Linked DNA regions of Ovis aries: regions 1 and 3 are each linked to region 2. The links are chromatin contacts, called in public Hi-C maps. All regions are on one chromosome and are shown on one strand. The core of a region is the stretch at or near the end of the contact, and the rest is flanking DNA. Distances in the headings are between cores, read along the strand shown.

What was found. Hi-C and Micro-C count contacts between places; a contact is called where the count stands out from the background.
Region 1: a Hi-C map of skin fibroblasts shows a contact between it and region 2, with 4 times the contacts expected there. The contact joins the promoter of USP39 here to the promoter of CAPG in region 2.
Region 3: a Hi-C map of hypothalamus shows a contact between it and region 2, with 2.1 times the contacts expected there. The contact joins the promoter of RNF181 here to the promoter of CAPG in region 2. A contact is called at or near these places in 2 of 16 Hi-C or Micro-C datasets (hypothalamus and mixed tissues).

The regions. Positions count from the first base shown.
Region 1 is chr3:57,457,606-57,460,797 of ARS-UI_Ramb_v3.0, forward strand. USP39 (ubiquitin specific peptidase 39) reads left to right here and starts at 1,461. Exons shown (of 13, transcript XM_015094346.4): 1 at 1,461-1,735. The coding sequence starts at 1,468.
Region 2 is chr3:57,275,316-57,278,258 of ARS-UI_Ramb_v3.0, forward strand. CAPG (capping actin protein, gelsolin like) reads right to left here and starts at 1,686. Exons shown (of 10, transcript XM_060412094.1): 1 at 1,552-1,686.
Region 3 is chr3:57,439,295-57,442,099 of ARS-UI_Ramb_v3.0, forward strand. RNF181 (ring finger protein 181) reads left to right here and starts at 1,267. Exons shown (of 5, transcript XM_027966738.3): 1 at 1,267-1,392; 2 at 2,023-2,153; 3 at 2,340-2,449; 4 at 2,647-2,721. The coding sequence starts at 1,307.

The DNA.
Region 1 (3,192 bases), core at 211-2,710, 180 kb after region 2:
AATGCTGGGCTGGAAGAAGCACAAGCCGGAATCAAGATTGCCGGGAGAAATATCAATAACCTCAGATATGCAGATGACACCACCCTTATGGCAGAAAGTGAAGAGGAACTAAAAGCCTCTTGATGAAAGTGAAAGAGGGGAGTGAAAAAGTTGGCCTAAGGCTCAACATTCAGAAAACTAAGATTATGGCATCCGGTCCCATCACTTCATGGCAAATAGACAGGGAAACAGCGGAAACAGTGGCTGACTTTATTTTTCTGGGCTCCAAAATCACTGCAGATTGTGATTGCAACCATGAAATTAAAAGACGCTTACTCCTTGGAAGGAAAGTTATGACCAACTTAGGCAGCATAATAAAAAGCAGAGATATTATTTTGCCAACAAAGGTCCATCTAGTCAAGGGTATGGTTTTTCCAGTGGTCATGCATGGATGTGAGAGTTAGACTATAAAGAAAGCTGAGCGCTGAAGAACTGATGCTTTTGAACTGTGGTGTTGGAGAAGATTCTTGAGAGTCCGTTGGACTGCAAGGAGATCCAACCAGTCCATCCTAAACAAGATCAGTCCTGGGTGTTCACTGGTAGGACTGATATTGAAGCTGAAACTCCAATACTTGGGCCACCTGATGCAAAGAGCTGACTCATGGGAAAAGACCCTGATCCTGGGAAAGACTGAGGGCAGGAGGAGAAGGGGACGACAGAGGATGAGATGGCTGGATGGCATCACTGACTCGATGCACATGAATTTGAGTGAATTCGGGTAGCTGGTGATGGACAGGGAGGCCTGGTATGCTGTGGTTCATGGGGTCGCAGAGTCGGACACGACTGAGCGACTGAACTGAACTGGACACTTTAAATGCGCTTTTTATTGTATATCAATCACACCTTAGTAGAACTGTAAAGTAATTCAGGGTGTGGAAGGGGTCATGAAAGTCAGGTCCTGAAGCTTCAGCTTTATTGGCTCCACTCTCTAGTTTCTCTCTGCTCGTCATTCTCATTTTTCTGTGATTCCTCTAAATGTGGAATTAAGAGTCGCCAGGTTGCTCCAATAAGGGTATGACTTGGGAATGTCTCCTGGTTCTGTGCAGGGGTGTTGATCTTTGAGGCGCGGAGACTGTGGAGACGACTTCCCTATTCTCGTTTCGGGATACAAAGTGTCTTGAAGACACCGGGCGTCCAACGACAGCTTCTGTTATCCAGAAATCCCCAGTCAGTAAAAGGTTCTTGCCTCTTTAAACCGGAAAAGGGTAACTTGCAGAAGATCCGCCTACCGGTCTCCGGTGCGCACGCAGCAGCAAAGGAGCCACAAAAGGCACAGTACTTCCCCGAAGTTCTCTGCGGCGTGATTTGTCCCCGTCGGCGACTCGTAGAGAACCTTGGCCTCCATAACAGCGCCGCTTCTGATTGGCTGCTTGCCGCGCGCTCGGTCTTGTCTGGGGGCTGCGCCGGGCGACTCGGCCGGTAGTGGCGATGTCCAGCCGGTCCAAGCGGGAGTCTCGCGGTTCGACCCGCGGGAAGCGCGAGTCCGAGTCGCGGAGCAGCTCGGCTCGCGTCAAACGGGAACGAGATCGGGAGCGGGAGCCCGAGGCGCCGAGCTCCCGAGGCAGCCCGGTGCGCGTGAAGCGGGAGGTCGAGCCGGCGAGCGCGCGCGAGGCCCCGACGCCGGTAGTCCCGGCGGTGAGGGTGAAGCGGGAGCGCGAGGCCGACGAGGACTCGGAACCTGAGCGGGAGGTGCGAGGTGCGCGGGGCCGGGCGCGGGCTCCTCTCTCGCGTTCTTCTTTTTCTCTCTCCAACCTTCTCTCCCCGCGGGAAAGTCACACTTTACACGCGATCCGACTCGACTGCTATTTAATGAGGACCTTACTAGTCTTGGTAATCGTAGCTCTAATGTTTCTAGCAACTTTAATAATAACAGCAGCTTTCCTTTATCGGATACCTAGCTTCGGGGCCAGGCTCGTTGTTTTACAGGTGTTACCTCCTTGAGTTTTTACAAAACACCTGACGAATGAGCCCTGCTGTAATTCCTGAAATCAGACCATTCAGAGTGGAGAGCCTGAACTCTGGGCACTTGGACTACACTGCACTGTCACTTGGGGTTGTAGCTGCCAGGAGGTTTGGATTCTAGTCCGGCCTCTGAGATTGGGTCACTGGTTTGGGAATCTGGGTTTCATATGTCTGTCCCTCTTTAAGTCGATGGAAGGAGTACTGGAACCCATGAGCTTTGAGAGCCCTGTCAGTCACTTCTGTGACTGTACCCTCTGCCTTCTGCTGGACTCATTGTGCTTCTCCTGGGAATTGCTGGAGATCTTTTGGCCCAGCCTTGGTACTCTGACCTGTGTACAGTTTTCCGACTTGTTGATACCTTACCAGTCTCTAAGTAGGTTTCCATCACGTCTGAAGCTTTTCCTGTTTAAGCTCAGTTAATCTTTTCCATATCTGAACTTGGAACTTCTGATTTGAACATGTTTGGTATATACTTGTTTTCTGGTGAGTTAGCAGGTAAACATATCACTAGGCTACACTGTAGGGGCAGTGTTCTTTGTTCCGGGATTGTTCATTCTCCAAGACTATAATTCTGTCTCTGTGCCTGTTTATCTGTTTAAGATTATATTCTTGGGGAGTTCCCTGCTGGTCCAGTGGCTAAGACTCTACCCTCCCAGTGCAGGGGGCCTGGGTTTGATCCCTGGTCAGAGAACTACATGCCACTAGATCCCACATGCCACAGCTAAGAGTTTGCATGTTGCAGTGAAGATCGAAGAGCCTGCCTGCTGTAACTAAGACCTGGCACATCCGAATAAATAAAATAAATACAAGATTATACTCTTATATTAACTCTTAAATTTCTTGCTCAAGGTTTTGCATTTGACATATTTTTGTATTATGCACAGAGTCTAGGATCGCACCTTGCTCATGAAAAGTACTTGATAAATGTTCTGTGAATAATCTAGTAATTTCAGGGTATTCTTTGGTTTCTTTTCTTATATATTCTGTCAGCCTCAGGTTTCCCTTTCTCTGAAAGAGAAATTGTTTTCCAGATATTTTGCTTAGTTGTAGTCAGGAGATTGTTTTCTCTGGGACAGATTAAGATACCAGTTGTGGTTACTGTCTTCTTTTTTTCCTTTTATTTTTATTGTGAAATAGATCATAGGTACTAAGGTAGACTAAATGTCATGCACATGTATAGTTTAAAGAAGA
Region 2 (2,943 bases), core at 436-2,935:
TGTTTAGTTGCTAAGTCCTGTCCAGCTTTTTTGTGACCCCATAGTCCTCCAGGCTCCTCTGTCCATGGGATTTCCCAGGCAAGAATACTGGAGTTGGGTTGCCATTTTCTGGGCTCCTGTAGGGTTGCTAAATTTGGCAAATAAAATTTTTGATCTGTCAACCCTGTAGGGTAATCAGCTCTAATGTGCCCAGCCAGTCCTGGGCGGGTCTGGTCATCATTTTGGGACACCGTTGATCACAGACTCTCTAAGTACTGAAAGAGCCCTGGATCATCGCCTGCTTCAGCAGGGCTGGGCTGGGACGCCCAGGCCAAGTCCTTACTCTGGCTTTCTCTCCGGGCTTTCCACCTCTCCCAGACCGCGCCCCTCTCCGTGCTTTGGTTTGAGAATCTGCCGGCTGGTCCCATAGGCGCAGGCACAAAGGTCGAGTTGGTGAACGGGGTGGGTAGGAGGTGGAGGCCGGTAGGAAGGACCAGGGGGAGCTTGGCCGAGATTGCGACCCGCGCCAGGCCTACTATCCAGATCCACGGTCCGCTGAAAAAAGCAGGAATAAGGACGGCACCAGGCCGGGCCCAGGTGGGACTCCAATTCCGGGCCCCAGCGAGGCCAGAGCCCAGCCCAAACTACAAATCCCAGCAGGAGTGGGGGATGGGACAGGGCCTCGGGCGCGCCGGCCTGCGGCCTTTGCGCCTTGCCTAAGTGCAATGAGCCCTCAGGGGCGAGGTTGAAAGGATGGGGACGCCACAGCGGACCTCGAGACACGCTCACACACACACACACACACAAACACACAGACCCGCATACGCGCCTGGCCAGTTGGTCCCGCCTTTACGAACTACAAATCCCAGCAGGCAGTGGACGTGGGGGCGGGACCTCGAGAGGGAGGTGCTCCCGACCGGAAGCGAATGTCAGGCGAGTGTCTGGCATGGTGGCATCCCCCGGCTCCAGGTGGGGGTACCCCTTGCTTCGTGTAAAAGAGGTCCCTTCTCTCCCCGAGGCTCGGCTCCGCGTCCCTGCACACGCTGCTCCACCGTGGGGTCGCCGACTCGAGCCGTTCTCCGAGATCCTGAGCCCCGCCCTCCCGACCCGGCTGGGGCTTCCGGGGAAGCGGATGGCGGGTGGGCGCTTCGGCCAGCAGCCTTGGGTCGCAGAATCTGCCTCCTTAACCCTCTCTCCTCCGCCTGGAGCGAACTCCCTTTTCCCGGAGGGAGGAGTAGCCCGGACCCTGTGGCAGGACTAAGCCTGTTGGGGATCTCTGTGTGGCCTGCACATCTCGTGGAGCAGCCCAGGGAAGGCCAGGGTTCTCCAAGTTCTGGGATGTAGTTCCGGATATTCGGTCCACAGTGTCTGACTGCTCTGAACTTCCTGCACCCCGGCATCAGCTGTATATGGCAGAGCCAGATAAGGCCGAGGGGCTGCCAAGAAGTAATAACCAGGGCACTTTCCTTCCGTATGCTCGCTCTCAAAGTGCTCAGCTCACACCTTAGCGTCTAGCGCCAGTACTCCCCTCCTTACATAAAGATCCACTGAGACACTATAGCAAGGACTTACCCAGGCCCTCGGTGCCAGTCAGGAACTCAAGGGTCCAGCCTGTCTGGTGGGGTGAGGCCCCACTTCATCCACTTGACGGGGCCAGGGCAGTCTCTCTCCCGAAGCCTCTTCTCGGCTGATTTCTGGCTCCCAAGTGAGGGTTCAGGTTACACCTGCATCGAGAGCACTGACACCGCAGTGGCCAGCAACACATTGGACTTTCTGTCTTCAATCCCATTTTCAGCTTTTACACTTTCTGATCTGGCCATATACTGCTGTTCCCTGATCATCAAAGGTGGAAAACACCTAGTTTATGAAGGTATTAGGGCTTCCCAGCCGGAGACGCAAGAGTCTTGAGTTCCATCCCTAGGTCTGGAAGATCCCTGGAGGAGGAAATGGCAACCCTCTCCAGTATTCTTGCCTGGAGAATCCCATGGACAGAGGAGCCTGGTGGGCTCCACAGCCCATGGGGTCACAATCAGTTGAACAAGACTGAGTGACTAACGCACACACACACACACACACACACACACACACACACACACACACACACAAGAAGATATAACCATGATCCTGTAATATCACAATGAGATTTTATTCTTCTGTAGTTAGGTGAAGACTAGCTGCTTTCTATAAGTATTCCATTTAATCTTGGAACAGTTAGAAACAACTCCAGAGAGGATATTGAAAGCAAAATGCCCAGGTTCCTTTTGGTAACTGGAGTAGGGGTCATATTAACTGTGAGGTGGTCTCTAAGCATGCCATTGCTGCCAGAAGTTCTTAGATATTTTGTTTCCAAGTATTTCTGTTAAGACAAAGTAGCATTTTTGTCCCTTTTTTCATTTATTTATTTATGGCTGCACTGGGGCAAGGAGATCCAGCCAGTCCATTCTGTAGGGGATCAACCTTGGGATTTCTTTGGAAGGAATGATGCTGAAGCTGAAACTCCAGTACTTTGGCCACCTCATGCGAACAGCTGACTCATTGGAAAAGACCCTGATGCTGGGAGGGATTGGAGGCAGGAGGAGAAGGGAACGACAGAGGATGAGATGGCTGGATGGCATCACGGACTCGATAGACATGAATTTGAGTAGACTCCGGGAGCTGGTGATGGACAGGAGGCCTGGCATGCTGTGATTCATGGGGTCGCAGAGAGTGGGACATGACTGAGCGACTGAACTGAACTGGGTCTTTACTGCTTTGCCCAGGCTTTAATTTTGGCAAGTGGGGGCCACTCTTCCTTGCAGTGTGGTGGTTCCCTACTGCGATGGCTTCTCTTGTTGAGGAGTAAAGGCTCTAGGCTCACGGCCTTCAGTAGCTTCAGCACTTGAGCTCACTAGTTGCAGCTGGAGGCCTCTAGAACACAGACTTACTAGTTGTAGCTCACGGGCTCCATTGCTCTGAGGCATGTGG
Region 3 (2,805 bases), core at 17-2,516, 160 kb after region 2:
GGTTTGATCTCCTTGCAGTCCAAGGGACTCTCAAGAGTCTTCTCCAGCACCACAATTCAAAAGCATCAGTTCTTTGGCACTCAGCCTTCTTTAAGGTCCAACTCTCATAGCCATCACAGAAGGCAATGGCAGCCCATTCGTGTTCTTGCCTGGAGAATCCCAGGGACGGGGGAGCCTGGTGGGCTGCTGTCTGTGGGGTCACACAGAGTCGGACACGACTGAAGCGACTTAGCAGCAGCAGCAGCAGCTCATAGCCATACACGACTACTAGAAAAACCATAGCTTTGACTATAATGATACTAGCTCCTGGATAATTGTGAGTATTTATATTTATACCCTGTGTACAACATAAATGGAATGATTCTAGTTGCCAAATAAATGATAGCTAGCAGCCAAATCATTTAGCACACACACACACACACACACACACACACAGAGGCCTAGATCAGTTAAATTTGATCTTTGAGACTAAACAACAGTTGTGTGGAGTTTTTTGTTGTTGTTTTCCCCCTAAAGCTGCAACCTCTCCTTTCTTCCTCCAAGAGGTTCCTGGGTGCCAGAGATGCAAACTACTTATTAAATTCAAGCCACTAATTTTACAGAAGCTAGGGGAAACGCTGAGCAATGGGCTAAAAGATCACACAGACATATAGTTCCCTGAGCTGGTAAGGCCTCTATTCGGGTGGGGGAGTTTACCCCACCTTTTATTATTGTGCCTAACACAGCAGAACTGAATAGGAAAGTTTTATTTGTTTTGCGGGAGTCGAGGCGGCGTCAAGTGTCTAGTCCTGAACTGACTAGAGAGCAGCGGGTGCTGAACCGCCCGGCGAGGATGCGGCAGAGCAGCGAGAAGCCCCGACTCCAGGCTTCCCCAGGCTCGCAGAACCCTGACCCCTGAGTCAGCGCCGCCCTCTTTCTGAGAGGCCTGTAAGATCTGACCTGCCGAGATCCTCTGAGCCGCAGAGCGGATGGAGGACCCCTATAGCTCAAACACTTGGCTTCTCAAGATTATGCGATACGCTCACGTCTCCCAGAAACCTACCCTAGACCGAGGGGTCCAAGAGGACCGTTTTCTGACCCACCTCGGTCCCTGCCATTGGCTTTAGCCCTTGGTCACCTGACTTATTCGAGCCAATGAGAGGTGACAAAATGAATACTTCCTCTTCCTATGTGGCGAAAGAGCCACTGTGCCCGCCTCTTGGGGACTCTGATTGGTTGTCCTCCCTCAACTCGCTAGTTTATTGGCCAGCGCCGCGAGACTGAGGTACGGCCGGGTCTGAGGGCTGTGTCAGACAGCCCGGCTGCCATGGCGTCTTATTTCGATGAACACGACTGCGAGCCGTTGGATCGTGAACGGGATCCCCGAACAAACATGCTGCTGGAGCTTGCAAGGTGGGTGTGTGGGGCTGGGAGGTAGGGCCCACACAGCAGGTGTCTGGGCTGAGGCTGGCTGGAGAACGCGGATTATGTGGGGCAGCAGTTTCTGGGTAAAACGGATAAATAATCTGCAGAGTTAATTCCGCAGTGAGATTCGGGGGGAAGTCGATAATTTCGGTCGTCCTTGGACAGACTAGAGCAAGGGAATTCTGGAAAAAGCGATCTGGAGTGTGGAAGAGGGGGTGTGCGAACTGGAGGGCAGTGGGCTTTAGGAGGTACTGAAGTAGGCGGGTCATGGGAGCAGGGGCCATGTGACTGTGAGTAGGTATATCCGTTAGGCACTTCAAGCACGGAAGCTACACTGCCACTTGGAATTTGGCTTTTTTGGGTCATTCCTGAGTGACCCGAATAATTTCTCTCTCTCGTGTAAAACTGGAATAAATAACCTGCATGCTTGGGGTTGTCTGATGGCCTGGGGTTGTCTGATAGCAGCTGTAAGCCATTTCCCACTGTGCTTTTTTGTCTAGAGCACTACTGAGGGGTAGCTATTAGTATGACTAGTCGGGCAGAGTATTTGTCTGTTAATGTTTAGTGGATTATGGGGGCAAAGATTCTTTGGTTCTGACCTTGCATCCTTCTTCCCAGGTCCCTTTTCAATAGGATGGACTTTGAAGACTTGGGGTTAGTAGTGGATTGGGATCACCACCTGCCTCCACCCGCTGCCAAGACTGCAGTTGAGAACCTTCCCAGGACAGTCATCAGGGGCTCTCAGGCTGGTGAGAACACTAAGTCCTTCCATTGATTCTTTGGGGCAGGTCTGCCAGGCTGACCAACTCTGGAAGCCAGATTACAGTCTGGCCCTTCAGTTTTCCAGGTCAGGCTGGGGCAAGTGTGTCCTTCAGGAGTGGGAGCTAGGAGGTAGGGCCTGTGGCAGCTCTCCTGATTAGCACTCCCTCCTCAAGAGCTCAAGTGCCCCGTGTGTCTTTTGGAATTTGAGGAGGCGGAGACCGCCATTGAGATGCCTTGCCATCACCTCTTCCATTCCAACTGCATTCTGCCCTGGCTGAGCAAGGTACTGTTTCCTTTCTCCCAGCCCTCACCCTGCCTTGGGCCTAGTCCTCAAGCCTCCTCTTTCTGTTGATGGACCTTTGGGGTGGGGTGTGGGATCAGAGATGGGAGAGGGGTAAGGGTAGGGAATTGGGAGCTGGGGATGGTTGTTTTGAGCTTATGAAAACCAGACGGGCTGGTACACTGCACTGCTTTTCTCAGACCAATTCCTGCCCTCTGTGCCGCCATGAGCTGCCCACTGATGATGACACTTATGAGGAGCACAAGCGAGATAAGGTAGGGGGCTGGGCAAGTGGAGGGGGTGGTCACAGGGCTCCCTGAGTCCCTGTTCCTGATGCCATCATTCCCCACCTTAGGAGG